2 separate regions of the Siniperca chuatsi genome follow, and region 1 is linked to region 2. The links are chromatin contacts, called in public Hi-C maps. All regions are on one chromosome and are shown on one strand. The core of a region is the stretch at or near the end of the contact, and the rest is flanking DNA. Distances in the headings are between cores, read along the strand shown. Region 1 holds the start of LOC122878025 (fetuin-B-like). Region 2 has its middle 27 kb from the start of eef1db.

The links. Hi-C and Micro-C count contacts between places; a contact is called where the count stands out from the background.
Region 1: a contact with region 2 is called in a Hi-C map of liver, with 4 times the contacts expected there. The contact joins the promoter of LOC122878025 here to the enhancer-like site in region 2. A contact is called at or near these places in 2 of 3 Hi-C or Micro-C datasets (liver and skeletal muscle).

The regions. Positions count from the first base shown.
Region 1 is chrLG6:4,348,385-4,354,663 of ASM2008510v1, reverse strand. LOC122878025 (fetuin-B-like) reads left to right here and starts at 5,001. Exons shown (of 7, transcript XM_044200319.1): 1 at 5,001-5,457; 2 at 5,672-5,785; 3 at 6,036-6,114. The coding sequence starts at 5,260. LOC122877699 (fetuin-B-like) reads left to right here. Exons shown (of 7, transcript XM_044199596.1): 5 at 347-460; 6 at 1,029-1,115; 7 at 1,988-3,240. The coding sequence ends at 2,728.
Region 2 is chrLG6:4,151,513-4,158,066 of ASM2008510v1, reverse strand. No RefSeq gene overlaps it. Among protein-coding and RNA genes, the nearest start is that of eef1db, 27 kb to the right of the region's middle. Within about 2 kb of position 4,911, the one cell type or tissue checked has an H3K27ac peak away from gene starts, as active enhancers do. A contact at or near this core is called in liver, where this site is marked.

The DNA of each region.
Region 1 (6,279 bases), core at 3,752-6,251, 200 kb before region 2:
AAGTATACTTTTGAGTTTTTAGCTTGGCCCATGTCCCATCCGCTAACATGGAGGGGGCGGGGGCAGCCAGCCACCAGGGGGCGATCGAGATGTTTTGGCTTCACTTTTAGGGAGCTGACATGTCTTCCATCTCTGTATATATATCTCTACAGTCAATGGGTGCACTGCTTCCCTCTCAATCCCCATGACCTACCCCTCTTGTGTGCGTTCGATGGTTTGCGCTCCCACCTCCTGCTCTTCCATCAACTTCTGACCAAGGATCTCATATTGTTGTGTCTATTCCTTTGTTAAAGGTTTTCTTTCTTTCTTTCTGTGTGTGTGTGTGTGTGTGTGTGTGTGTATCCAGATGGCCATGTCGATGTATTACTATGTACAGTACACCATCCAGGAGACCACCTGTCCCATGACCACAGAAGCAGTGACGGCTGATAAGTGCCCCCTCATGGAGTGCGAGTTCGCTGTGAGTCATGACAAATTGTTAATTCACAGTATATTTGAATATTTTATCTTTTAACTATTAATTGTATTACATTATTTATATATTTTAACTTTGAGAATTTGTTTTGCATGTTGAAAAGAGATAATCCTTGTTAATTAGTGCTTTGGTCCTTTAGTTAAACATTCAGTCCATTCATTACAGCTACTACTTCTCAAGGCTGTGTCTCTACATGCTACTTGCTCTACAAGTCGAACTTTATTTGGCTTGTATTTTCACAGAACCTGTTGAGAGAAATAATAAAATTGAAGACCAGTTTTTAGTCTGGCTTTTCAGTTTTAAGTGTAATAAATCAGGGAATTATTTGAGTTTTTAACACTGTAACCAAAGACCTCCAGAAGCATCCTTCTGTTTCCTCTCATAACTCTGGATCAGTATGCTTTGGGTTCATATCAGTGAGTAAGTTTATGATAGTAAAGGATTACTCTGAAATTCAGTTTTTTTAACTCTTAAACTCTAGTAAAGCCACAGGCATAACCATTCCTCCACTCTCGCCTCTCTTACTTGTTTTTTCTTGTTCTTCTCTCCTCAGCACAAGGGCTTCTGTAAGGCATCCCTCTTCTACTCTCCCACTCGTGATGCTGAGACCAGTGTAAACTGTGAGATCTATGAGCCTGAGGTAAGACTCACTGAGCCATGTTAAAACACAGTGTCATATTGATTTACTTATTTTCTTTTTTTAATGTCTTTCTGTAGTAAAAGGAAAAAGCATACATTAATTATTCTTTGTTTTAAATGTATGAGAATAAATAAATGTCATTCTTTCAGAGATGTAGATTTGAGACTTGGACTCGAGTAACAAAAAATGAAGACTTGAATTTGTCCCTACTGATTTGTCCTGACTTGAGACTTGGATAAAAAATCTCAAGTTTGGTAGAATACCAGAACAATAAAAATGAATAATACAGTTACAGGCAGGCCATGCATAGTTGCATCCACAGATTTTGAAGTTTTATTATTAGTCCCTGTTACTTTAAATGACATGGTCTCAGCTATGTAAACAGTATTTACACCATCTGTAAAGATTCAGAAAATAAGCTAGTACTGTAAGTAATAATTTCTAATCTTAACATTGTAGTTACCAAAGTAATTGCTGAGATCTGGGAATACGGTGACATCCAATGGAGCAAAAACGTGATCATTCAAACGATCAGACAGGTTGTCTGGCACTGCCTGTCTTCCTTAAAACGATGATCTCAGCAGTTATTTTGGTGATAACAATTGTATCATACAGAAACAATAGCCAACCCTACAAAAATAAGATCCAAGTCGTATTTAAGTGGAATTCTTCTTCAGAACATGCTCTGAAAGACTTGAGACTTGGACTTGCTCCAAAAGACTTAATGACAGCTCTGCATTCTTCTTATGCAGTTAATGTTATGTCTTTATGGTTTATAACCATGGTGGATGTAGCAGAGGTTACACACATCTTAAATCCTACCAATTTACCCAAATTGTACACATCACTCATTTAAACTCTGTGTTCTCCAGGCTGCTGATAGAGAGAAGAAACTGCACCTGCTGGGCGGAGAGACTGACCACAGCCACAAAGATACACAGGCACACAACCACGACGGCACACCCACTGCCAACCAGACACACACACACGACCACGTGCACGACCACACCAAGAGTCACGCTCATCACGACAAAACCCACAAGCACGCTGACAACAGCGGCCACCACCACACACACGACCATGATGCGGGCAGCAGCCACAGACACGCTCACGACCACTCCCATGACCACGGGCATGGCCACGATCACGTGCACACTCATCACGCCAAGGCACACAACCACAGCGGCGACTCGCCCAACCAACACCACGACTACAAGCATGCCGATGGCGAGCACACCCACGAGCACGACCACGAGCTCGCTCTGGACCACGACCACAAGCATGCTCACCTGCACGAGCACGAGCACCACCACCATCACCATCAGCACGACCACGAGGTCGCAGCCCACGACCAACCAAAGGGCATAGTGAGGATACTGCCCGCCATGGACCAGCCCACGACCCTGCCTTCCTTCCCTGATGTCCCCGCTGGTGGCCCTGAGGTGGGAGTCACCCTGCCCCTCAAGCCCGACCCCCAGATCCCCGGACAGATGGAACCCACCATCCAGGCCTTCCCCACCTCAGTCTCAGCCCAGTGCAGTCCCTCGGTGGCAGTAGCCACCCTGGTGGAGAGACTCTTCACTGAGGACCCCATGTTCAAGCCAGCTGCATAAGGTTGTCCTTGGAACTCACTTGGGAACTGAATGGATCTTGAAAAAACTCACAGACTGAAGTTTAGTGAAGACAGGAAAACACTTAACAGATTTGCTCCAGACATATTGATAGACAATTTCACACACCACGACTGCTTCCCTGGGTCATTCTCAGGCAAAATGGTGGTTTATTAAAAGCACATAACTATTCCTGTCTCTCTTCACTTCAACCACATAATAAAGGCCAAGTGCATTAAAAAAAAAAACACACAACATTAACATCAACCAGTTTTTTCCATTTTCTCTGTTGGTAGGAAATTGGTCATAAACAATAAAATAATAAAACCACTAAACTGGTCATTTCCATTTTACAATCCTCAGAGACAACAAAACTGTAAAAACTGACCGTAACATGCTTACATTCTTCTTCATGAGTCAATGTACAATCAACCCGGCAAACATGAAAGTTTTCTATGTTTGTATGTTATCTGTGCTTGGCTGCACAAAATAATAAATGATACCACAAATACTCATCCAGTGTTTTTTGTATTGAATTCAATGCACTTGTTCCCTCACAACCGACTCTCCCTGTGTTTCCTGTCACTGATATCACAAGTGTCACTGGCGTCAAACAAAACGGCATGAAAATAATCTTTAAAAAGCTTGTGGTTACATGACAAGCAGCAGATGGATTTTCTAAACAACACATTATCTACCGTGAGAAGTGGCTGTTTTATTAATTTGCTGACAGTAACTGAAGTACACCAAAATAAAATGTATTTTTTTCTTTTCCCGGATAATATCAATGTACATTGTTACCTACAGTACATAATGTAATTAATGCATTTAAAGTTTACAGTTAACAGTAATCTTTTCTTTTTTAATCATATTCAAACTGATTCAGAGCATCAAGTAATGTTTGTATTGTTGCCGTTCTGAACTTAGCCTCTTTGTCTCTGACCTTTCTTGTGTCTATATGTAAGAGAAAAGAGGGATACAGAGCTGGAGCACAAACTCCATAAGAATGTGAGAAACTAAAAAAAAGCACTTAGATTGTGCAGACCTCCACAGGCCACAGAATCATCTGAATTTGAATAATAGAAAACTTTTTAATCTGCATCTTGATCCAGATCTACATTGGAATTTACATAGTAAAAGACAAGCATGCTGATATTTTGAGAAAACCTCAATCCTGGAAAATATAAGGGATATATATATATATATATATATATGCTGTATATACTGTAATTATATGGCAAAAACTCAAGTGAATTAGACTCATGACCACTGAGTTATTCTATTCAAATGTTTCATTTTGGCATAGCGCCACCTAGTGTGAGGGTGAACAAAATTTGGTTGCAATAGTATATGTTCAAAAATGATGGCTGTTACATGTAATAGGCCAAGCCTGGACAATTTTGGCAAACCATTATATGAAAACTGTGTAGAATATGAAAGGAGGAGTCACTGAAGTATGGTGCAGATTGGGTGCCAACCTGCTCAAAGTAGTTTATGGGCTCCTGCTAATAGACGAACATTACCTCAGAGGCAGAAATAATTGTTAACTTTGTGTAGCTTTCACACATCAGATAAAACAACAGTAGCTCTAGAACAGTATGAACTACACTCACCCACTCTATGTATATTATCTTTGTAGCCCCTAAACACCACCCACACATAACTGACAACTGCAATTCTGGTAAGTTGCAAAAGTGAAAAAAAAAAAATGCTTTCACAATAATGACACATTTTGTAGTTTGCACTCCAAATATAATGCACATTAATATAACTTGTGTACTAATATGTGGTCAAGCATTTTTATTTTATTTATTTTAGAGGTGCAAAAATACGTTAAAATAATTAACATATGGACAGCGGAGAAGTGGCTGAAGTAGCCGTTTGAAAAGTTTCTACATTTCGATCCTTGATTTCACCATGACTCGTAGTTCTGTTGTAACTGTTGTGAGTCCAAGCTGACAACAGCTCACATTCTGTGCTGAGGAGCAAGCTGCAAACGTTTCACTGTTGTTAATTGTTGGTAACCAAAACATACAATAGGTTTTTCAATGAGGCATTCCTTTAAACTAGGCTCTATGGAATTTGTCACATTAAAGAAATTAAATTAGCTGTACTGTATTCGATGAGTTTTTCTTTGTTTGAGTTAATTTCCCCTGTTGCCCAGTGCACTCTGACCCTTCAGTCAGTCTGAGCCAGCCATTGGCCTTCAGAGCAGCAGATAGCAGCTGTTTGCTCATCCTTTGGGAAAGAGGGGAAAGTCCAGCATCAGCCTCACATGTGTCTGTCCAAACCCTGTCCAGAAAAACTAGGATAACAGGTCTTGCAAAGGGTGATTTAAAGACCAGGGCCTGTCTTAGTCTAAATGTTAAATTACCCAGGCTAGGCTTTAGTAATTCAGTTGGGTAAAATTAGGGGTTTATTTGATCCAGTCTGTGTGTGTGTGTGTGTGCGTGCGTGCGTGTGTGTGTGTGTGTGTGTGTGTGTGTGTGTGTGTGTGTGTGTGTGTGTGTGTGTGTGTGTGTGTGTGTTAGAGGATGAGTGTGTACCTGTTGGTCCTGTGTCTGGCTTTGCTGCAGCAGGAGGGAATAGCCAGGCCAGACCCTCCAGGCTGCAATAGCCCTGAGGTGGTGAGGGTGGCAGAAGAGGCCCTGGAGCAGATCAACCAGGACCGGACAAACGGATACATCCTGAGCCTCAACAGACTGTATGACCTCTCTCACACTCCTGAAAAGGTGAGGGCGAATACTCGTGCACACACACATGCACACACAAAAACATGAGCAGGGTTGTACACCATCTTGCATCTTGAAAGGTGCAACAGTATTTGCAGAAAGAGGGTGGAAGCAGTCGATGGGCAGGCAGCAGCCCAGAAGCAAATACGAAGAAAATTAACTGTGTGTGTGTGTGTGTGTGTGTGCGTGTGTGTGTGTGTCTGTGTGTGTCCAGGAGAAAGGTGGGTCACTCTACAAACTGACCATCGATGTCATGGAGACCAAATGCCACATCACCAGCAGGAAACCATGGAAACAATGTGAAGTCAGAGATATTGGTGATGTTCCAGTAAGTGCCACATGGTGGTGTATCTTCACTCTTCAGAATCAACACAATGACTGCTTTATTTGTGGGCCATTACAGGCTTAACCTCAACCCAATTATTTAGGCTTTTTTAAAATATTAGATCATTTTCACAAGTCCAAATTCCATTCAGTGTGAAATCACTTTCCATGTTTGTTTGTTGACCTGGTTATTAGTTTGGTTATGCAGTATGTGCATGTATCTATACTTACATCTGTATGCTTGTGTCCTTCAGGTGTATGGAGAATGTGAGGTATCTGCCTACGTCGACTCTAAAGTCAAACTTCAAAATTACTCGTGTGCACTTCGTGAAGGTAGATCGATGGAGTCATTTACACTCATATTTCATTCGTTTGATAACACCAAAACACAAGTCTCTGTGCTAGAAAGTGTTGCAAGTCTATTTTGTTGGCACTTTACCGCTTTGATTTTGTAAATGTTAGTGAGGTGTGAAATTAGAGATGCTGACATACATTGAA
Region 2 (6,554 bases), core at 3,662-6,161:
AAGAGACTGAAAGGTTGCTCAGAGGGCATCAGACTGAAATGCCTTGTTTCTTTTCTTTTAGCAAAATCATGAGTGTAAAGAAAAGAAGGTAAATCCAGTTATCATGGAGATGGTAGATTTCTTTTGTATTTTCGGATGAAGGAACAGTGGTGTATATTTTATGGAAATATTCTATCGCTCTTTTTACAATATTTGTGAATATGCAAATTGGTTCTTGCGCTAATAAATGAAGGAAAGTGATTTATTTTGATATTCAGTCATAGAATCTAGTTATGGAAATCTTTGTTATTTAGCTGCCTCAGAATTTGATAAAAGAAATTATCTTGCTTTCTGTTTTTACGTTGTTGAATGTTGTTTTGTTTTTGTCTGCCGGTCGACAGCTATGATAAATGAAGGGAGCTCAATGCTGCACAAGGCTTTTTGAAAACGAGGCATGAATGGACCGCTAAAGCAAACCTGGGACTTCCTCTTTTTATCAAGTATATCTGAAAACTGTTGCAAATTAAATGAATTCTTTAATTTTTTACGTGTTGAAAATATGCTACAAAAATCAAAATGAATCAATGATTTGGCCCTTTTTTGTTTTATTTTCCTAATGTATCTTTTTTTTTTAAGTGGGGATGTAATAACTCCTGTAATGACTGTAATCTTTTTTTAAAAATCTGGAAATAGACCTAATCATGACCTTCTTGTTTTGTGTTGTGTGCCTTTGTGTCTTTTTAAAGATTAATGTGACTTTTTTCTCTCTGTGGAAAAAGCTTCTCTTCATTTATTCTGGGCATATCCTGTCTCTTATGTCTTTCCTTCGTCTCATTCCTGCGACGATAGCAGCCAGCCTCCCACTCAGCCCTCCCAGAAAACTTCCTGTTTTGACGGAGCTGATGTCCTCGTCAGTTTTAGCAGTTTTTTTTTTTCTGAATCTGTGTCAGTCTCCAGCTTAGACAGGCCCTTGTGTGTCCTCCCTCCGTCTGTTTTTAGAGAACCAAACACGGAGAGACGGCGGTGGCAGGAATTCAGGAATCGAAGCTGCTCTGATGTTTAATTAATCTGTGTTTGTCCTAATTTGTGGAAATCCTGGTCTTCCTCTTGGAGTCTCTGTGTGTCTCCGGCCTCGTATCAGGAATACGACGGAGGAAGAATCCGAGAATGGAGACGACTGCAGTGCTGTTCATTTACCTAACTTCCACATGAGTGGTGTAAACAGCCAATCAGCTAAGACGCACAGGTCATGTCACTGTTAATAATTCAAACACGATGCATTTATTTATTCTCTACAAAGGAATCTGGGCCGTCATGCATAATGAATCATTAAATGTGGGGGACAGTTAGCAGGCTGGATGAAGTCTATACAGCCTAACATTGTTTAAACAAGTTTCTTTATTGCATGTCCCAATATGAGTTTCTTGGCTAATTTGTGGAAAGAAGTTTGTGGAAAGAAGTTCCCCAGAAACATAAAAACAGTTCAACTGTTTCAGAACAAGTTATTAAAACTCACAGTAACCCAAACTCAACAAAATTCATATGAAGTGTTAATTCTTTAGCAACACTTTGGTGTAAAAGTGAATTAAGATACTAGAGCTAACCAGAAGATACTCCAGCGATTTAGTACTGGACTTCACACGAGGTTGAGAGGCTTGCAAGGGGCAGATGAGTCAAGCTCCAAAAACACTGGATGCTTCATTTCCCATAATGCAACTCGATATCTTTCATTAGACATTACTGACTTTGGAAAGCTCCCTTCCGAATCCCAGAGGCAGTTATCCAACTGTTTTCACTGGCTGAGTAGCACTAACAGTAGTACTAATCATGACAAGTAAACTGAACTTCATATGTAAAATCAGTGAAGTTTGTCTTTAAAGGTACAATGTGGAATTCCTGGCCACATGCTCCAAACAAAGAGGGGGCAGCATTTCACCTTGTGCAAGAAGTGCATGATTTACTAATTGCAGCGATGACACTGTTCAAAATTGTGTACAGTTAGACACACGTAATAGACCTTGCAATGTCTTCAAAAATGTATGCCGAACTTTCCAAACTTCCAGTCTTGCCTCATCTTATAAACATTTTTTCAGTCGGTCTACTACTGGGTCCATTTACAGAGTCGTCAGTTATTTAAAAAAAAAAAGGTGAACTACTAACAGCAGGGCAGAAATACGCAATATTCGACCAAATGCTGAAACTCTGAGAGTTTGGCTTCTTTTTATATCGCTTCTTTTCTTTGTCATGAAATGTGATTTCTTGCCCGGGAGAAGGTGATTGGGATGGTGATAAAGGTCGCTTGCCAAGACCTTTAGCCATCTTTGTGTTTCTGTGACACTAACCGGGGGCTGTACCAAAGATGCTCTATAACAACTTAACTAATTACTACTAACTTTCTGAGCCGTCTCTGGCTGTACCTTCAACGTGATTGAAAAGCCCTCGGGGCAGCTCTGCTTTTTTGTCCTCTCATGTTGGACTGAGGACAGACTGGACGTCATTCACCATCGCCTCTCGAGGAAGTGGTATTACAACACAGGAAGGGCCGGGGCTAGCTGGTTAGCATGCTTATTTCAGCAGATATCTCAGCACAGTACACAGAAGTCTTTGACATGACGTCAGAACTGTTAATTCTTCATATTCTGTCGATAAAGTTAGTTCATTTTTTTAACGTTTAAAACTAAAATTCTGGCCATATCTTAGACATTGTACCTTTTAAACAAGATAAGCGGCCCTCAGCTACCATTGGCTGCCAAAGATTTGAAAATCTCTTTGGTTTCCTTATTTGAAATAATTATTGTAAGTAGTGAAAGTCCCAGTGAAATTGCAGTGAGAGCATCTTTAGCTTCTGTAAGGTGACGTATTTCTGAGTGAAACTGAATGTGGGGTTCAACTACAAGAGGGAGTTGAAATTGTTCAAGGATTTGATTTGATCACTCCAAAGTTGGTATCACTTAGTGAGCATAGAGATTAAAAAATGATTGATCTGGGAGTGCTGTGAAGATATCGAGGTGCATCTTAACTTTGTCCTATTTTTTTCATATTTTTGCACATATTTTTCTTATTTTCACATTTATTTTCATCGCTGAACAAGTGTTGCTTACGTTTTACCTGGTTTAACAAATCTTACGAGAGTACCTGCACAGTTTAATAATCCTGTTCCCGCTTCCATCTAACAGGGCTTTCACACCAAAAGCACAAGAACGTCATATCGCTGATTTTTGACCAGATTTTTTCTAGCTTAAAGGTCCATTATGTAACATTTAGGAGGAGCTATTGGGAGAAATGGAATATGTATAATCACCTGAAAATAAGAATCGTTGTGTTTTCGTTACCTTAGAATAAGCTGTTTATATCTACATAGGGAGCGGGTCCTCTTCCATGGAGGCCGCCATGTTTCTACAGCAGCCCAGAACAGACAAACCAAACACCGGCTCCAGATAGGGCCGTTTGCGTTTAAGAATTAGCTTTTTTGTGTTTGGTGTGAAGTGTTGCTGGATGACCTTCCATAACAGCACTACAGCACTTCACTACACAGCTGGGTGTGGTAGTCCTGACTGCAACCAGCTGTGATGTCGAGTGTGGTCAGAGGTCCAACAGACCTGAAACTTTCAACCCACAGACGTCAGTGCAGCATTTTTCCCCCTTCAAACAAGATCCAGTCTGGAGTTGCTCTTTAAGGCCCCAAAAACACTTGGACTGGCCCTGTATGATACTTTGTGAGGCGTGAGTGCATTCTTTTCTGTGCTCCACAATATGTTGTTATTTATGTCGCAGTGGTATTTGTACCAAGCAGAGAGAGATCTGAAAGGAAAATTAGCACAGCAATCAGACAGACTGCCTTCGCTGTAAATGAGCTCTTCGAGGAGTCGCTTTCAGAGCGGCGTGAAAATGAATAATTAGATCTCCTTTGTGATTGTACAAAATAGGCCTCATACTGAGTGTGAGGTCGTTTCTGAGGCTGTAATATCTATGCAATGTATATTTAATACATTCAATTATTTGATGAGGCAGCCAGCTTCATAACACTCCCCCCCCCCAAACAGATGAGGAGGTGAATGTCAAACTGATGAATAGATGGGAACATTTATGAAACGTAAGCTGTACATCTGTATGACTGGAAATACAGATGAGGACATCGAGTAAGAGACCGATAAACATCGAAAGAAAGAACTCAAAGATGAAACTTCCTGTGACCTTCTCACCATGCAGGAAAGTCCTTCCTAAGTTCTTAGCAACTACTGGCTAGTTTCAAACTAGAAATTTACTAACAGGAGGTTTAATTTACCAACTGGTTTTATGCTTTATGGCATTTAAATACATTACACCACTTCACCTGGTGAAGGTGCTATAAGTCAAATTAAATTTGGAAAACCCAAACGTGGCCCCTCAGACTGTCCTCCCACAGGTTTCATGAAACTATGATGAATTCTTCTGGGGCTTCAAACTCACTGATTTGATTTCAATTTTCAAAGACCGGTCTCTGCACAAGTACTTGGTCGTCATAGGTCAGTTTCATACAAATTACTATTATCGTTTAGTGTGAATTTCAGTACACAGAATATTTATTTACTGCCGAAAAGGCGGAAATGGCGGCTCAGTCTCCCCCTGGCTTACGGTAACATTTCTCTTGAGTTTTCTTGATTTGTGCCCGCTACAGGGACCACCATTAAGCAGAACACCACACATACGCTTATCCATGGTTTGTCATCCTCTCTTTCTCAAACACAGGCAGCACTCTCGACCCTCTTGTCTGCCAGAGCATTAGTCACTGCCAGCTGGCAGGATGGAGTTCTTATCAGGTTTATTGATCAGCATGGGGAAAGATTACGGCCCTGTGTTTGTGTGTGTGTGTGTGTGTGTGTGTGTGTGTGTGTGTATGTGAGAGAGTCAACCCGAGAGGACTCTGTTGACCCAATCTAGCACCACAAAGCCTCAAAACAGCTTCATCCACACAGTAAAACCAAAATCATTAGAGTTGCAGCTGCACAGCAAGTGGGTTACCAAAGCTTTCAAGAGTTCGTGGTGATGACAGATTACTGATGACAGACTGATGAAAATATTACTTTCAGCAAATCTAACCTGAAGGAGCTTCATCGTCTTTGCAAAAGGAAACTACTTCGTTTATTAAATCGTGTTGTAATTCAATGGAACTGCACTGATGTAAAAGCAGCTACAATGTGTAAATCGGTGGTTCTCAGACTTTTCCTGCCATACCCCCTTTGGAAGAAGAAAAGATTAATGCCGGCCTATATTTCTTATAAATCAATGCCGTTTGTATCAACCATTAACAAAATTGGTGAAATAAGTGGCAAAACGGCCAAGCGGGAGCTCCACGGTTTGTTCTTGTTAGCATATGGTGAACATGTTAATCACTACCTCGTAATAATTTATGCCATATTACCTGTTTCTGATTGGTTGGGAGGGGTTCATCAAAATCGTATAACAGAACAAGGAATATTAAAGTGAAGTGAACCATGGCAACAGTGCTTGCCCTAGTTAATGCTGCATTATATAGGAGATATTAGCACTCCCTGAAATGGACCTAATCATGAGTAAATACAAACTTTAAGATGGTTTATGATATGAATACAGCCTCCCTTGTTTTCCTTTGGTAAGTGTTCATGGTATAAGAGAGACAGTGCAGTCTATGGCAGTGATTCCCAACAATGGTACATGTACTTTGTGTGGAGTAGCTCAGTTAATTTGAAAAAATAGAAATTATGATTTGGTAAAAATGTATCCACATATTTGTGCTTTGGAGGAAAATAAGTAGACGAGCAGGATTACAAATGAAGTGTGAGGCGGGTCTTTAGTACGTTGTTGATATTGTCACAATAATCAATAAACTACAAGCTACGACAGGCTGACTGCACAAGACACGCCTCCCACCAACCCGAGTCATTTGTGACACCTTAAAAAATAGTTAACAGGCGAGCGGAGAAGTCAAAATAGATCACTAATGGATGAATGTTTGAAATGTCCACCTTCTAATACTCTAATACAAACCAAACCAACAGAAAAAAAGAGTCTGAGCCTGAACATCGGCAATTCCACAATCACTGTCTTTTATAAAAGAAAATATTGTAACACTGTCCACTTCTATATAATTAATAGCATTAAATAATATCTATTTAAATCCATTCAAACAGACACGTTTGGAGCATGACCTCTGGTCTAAGGTGTCTGCATAAAGAAAATAGGTGGACCTCGCTGCATACGTCACTTACTTATTATGATACAGACACTCAAGACCTGCTTTGCTGTTATGTTAATTAATTTAAATAAATTTACTGTGTCTTGTATACTCATATCTTTAAGGTTAATGAAAAGTGTAAAGCATCCAAGGGAAACATTTAAATTATAGGCGACTTGCTCTTTGAGTTTAGCTGTAGAAACTTGCTGTAGACGTCTCGTGTGAGGAAAAGGTTGCAGGTTCAGCACATTAGCTTCTCTGGGGGCCACTGTACAGGTTTCCCCCTGAAATAGGACAAAGCAAGTGTTTGAAGAAAAACTAGAATTAAAACTGGCAGAGGCCACCATGTTTACAGTTATTAATCCAAGGCAAGATATGCTTA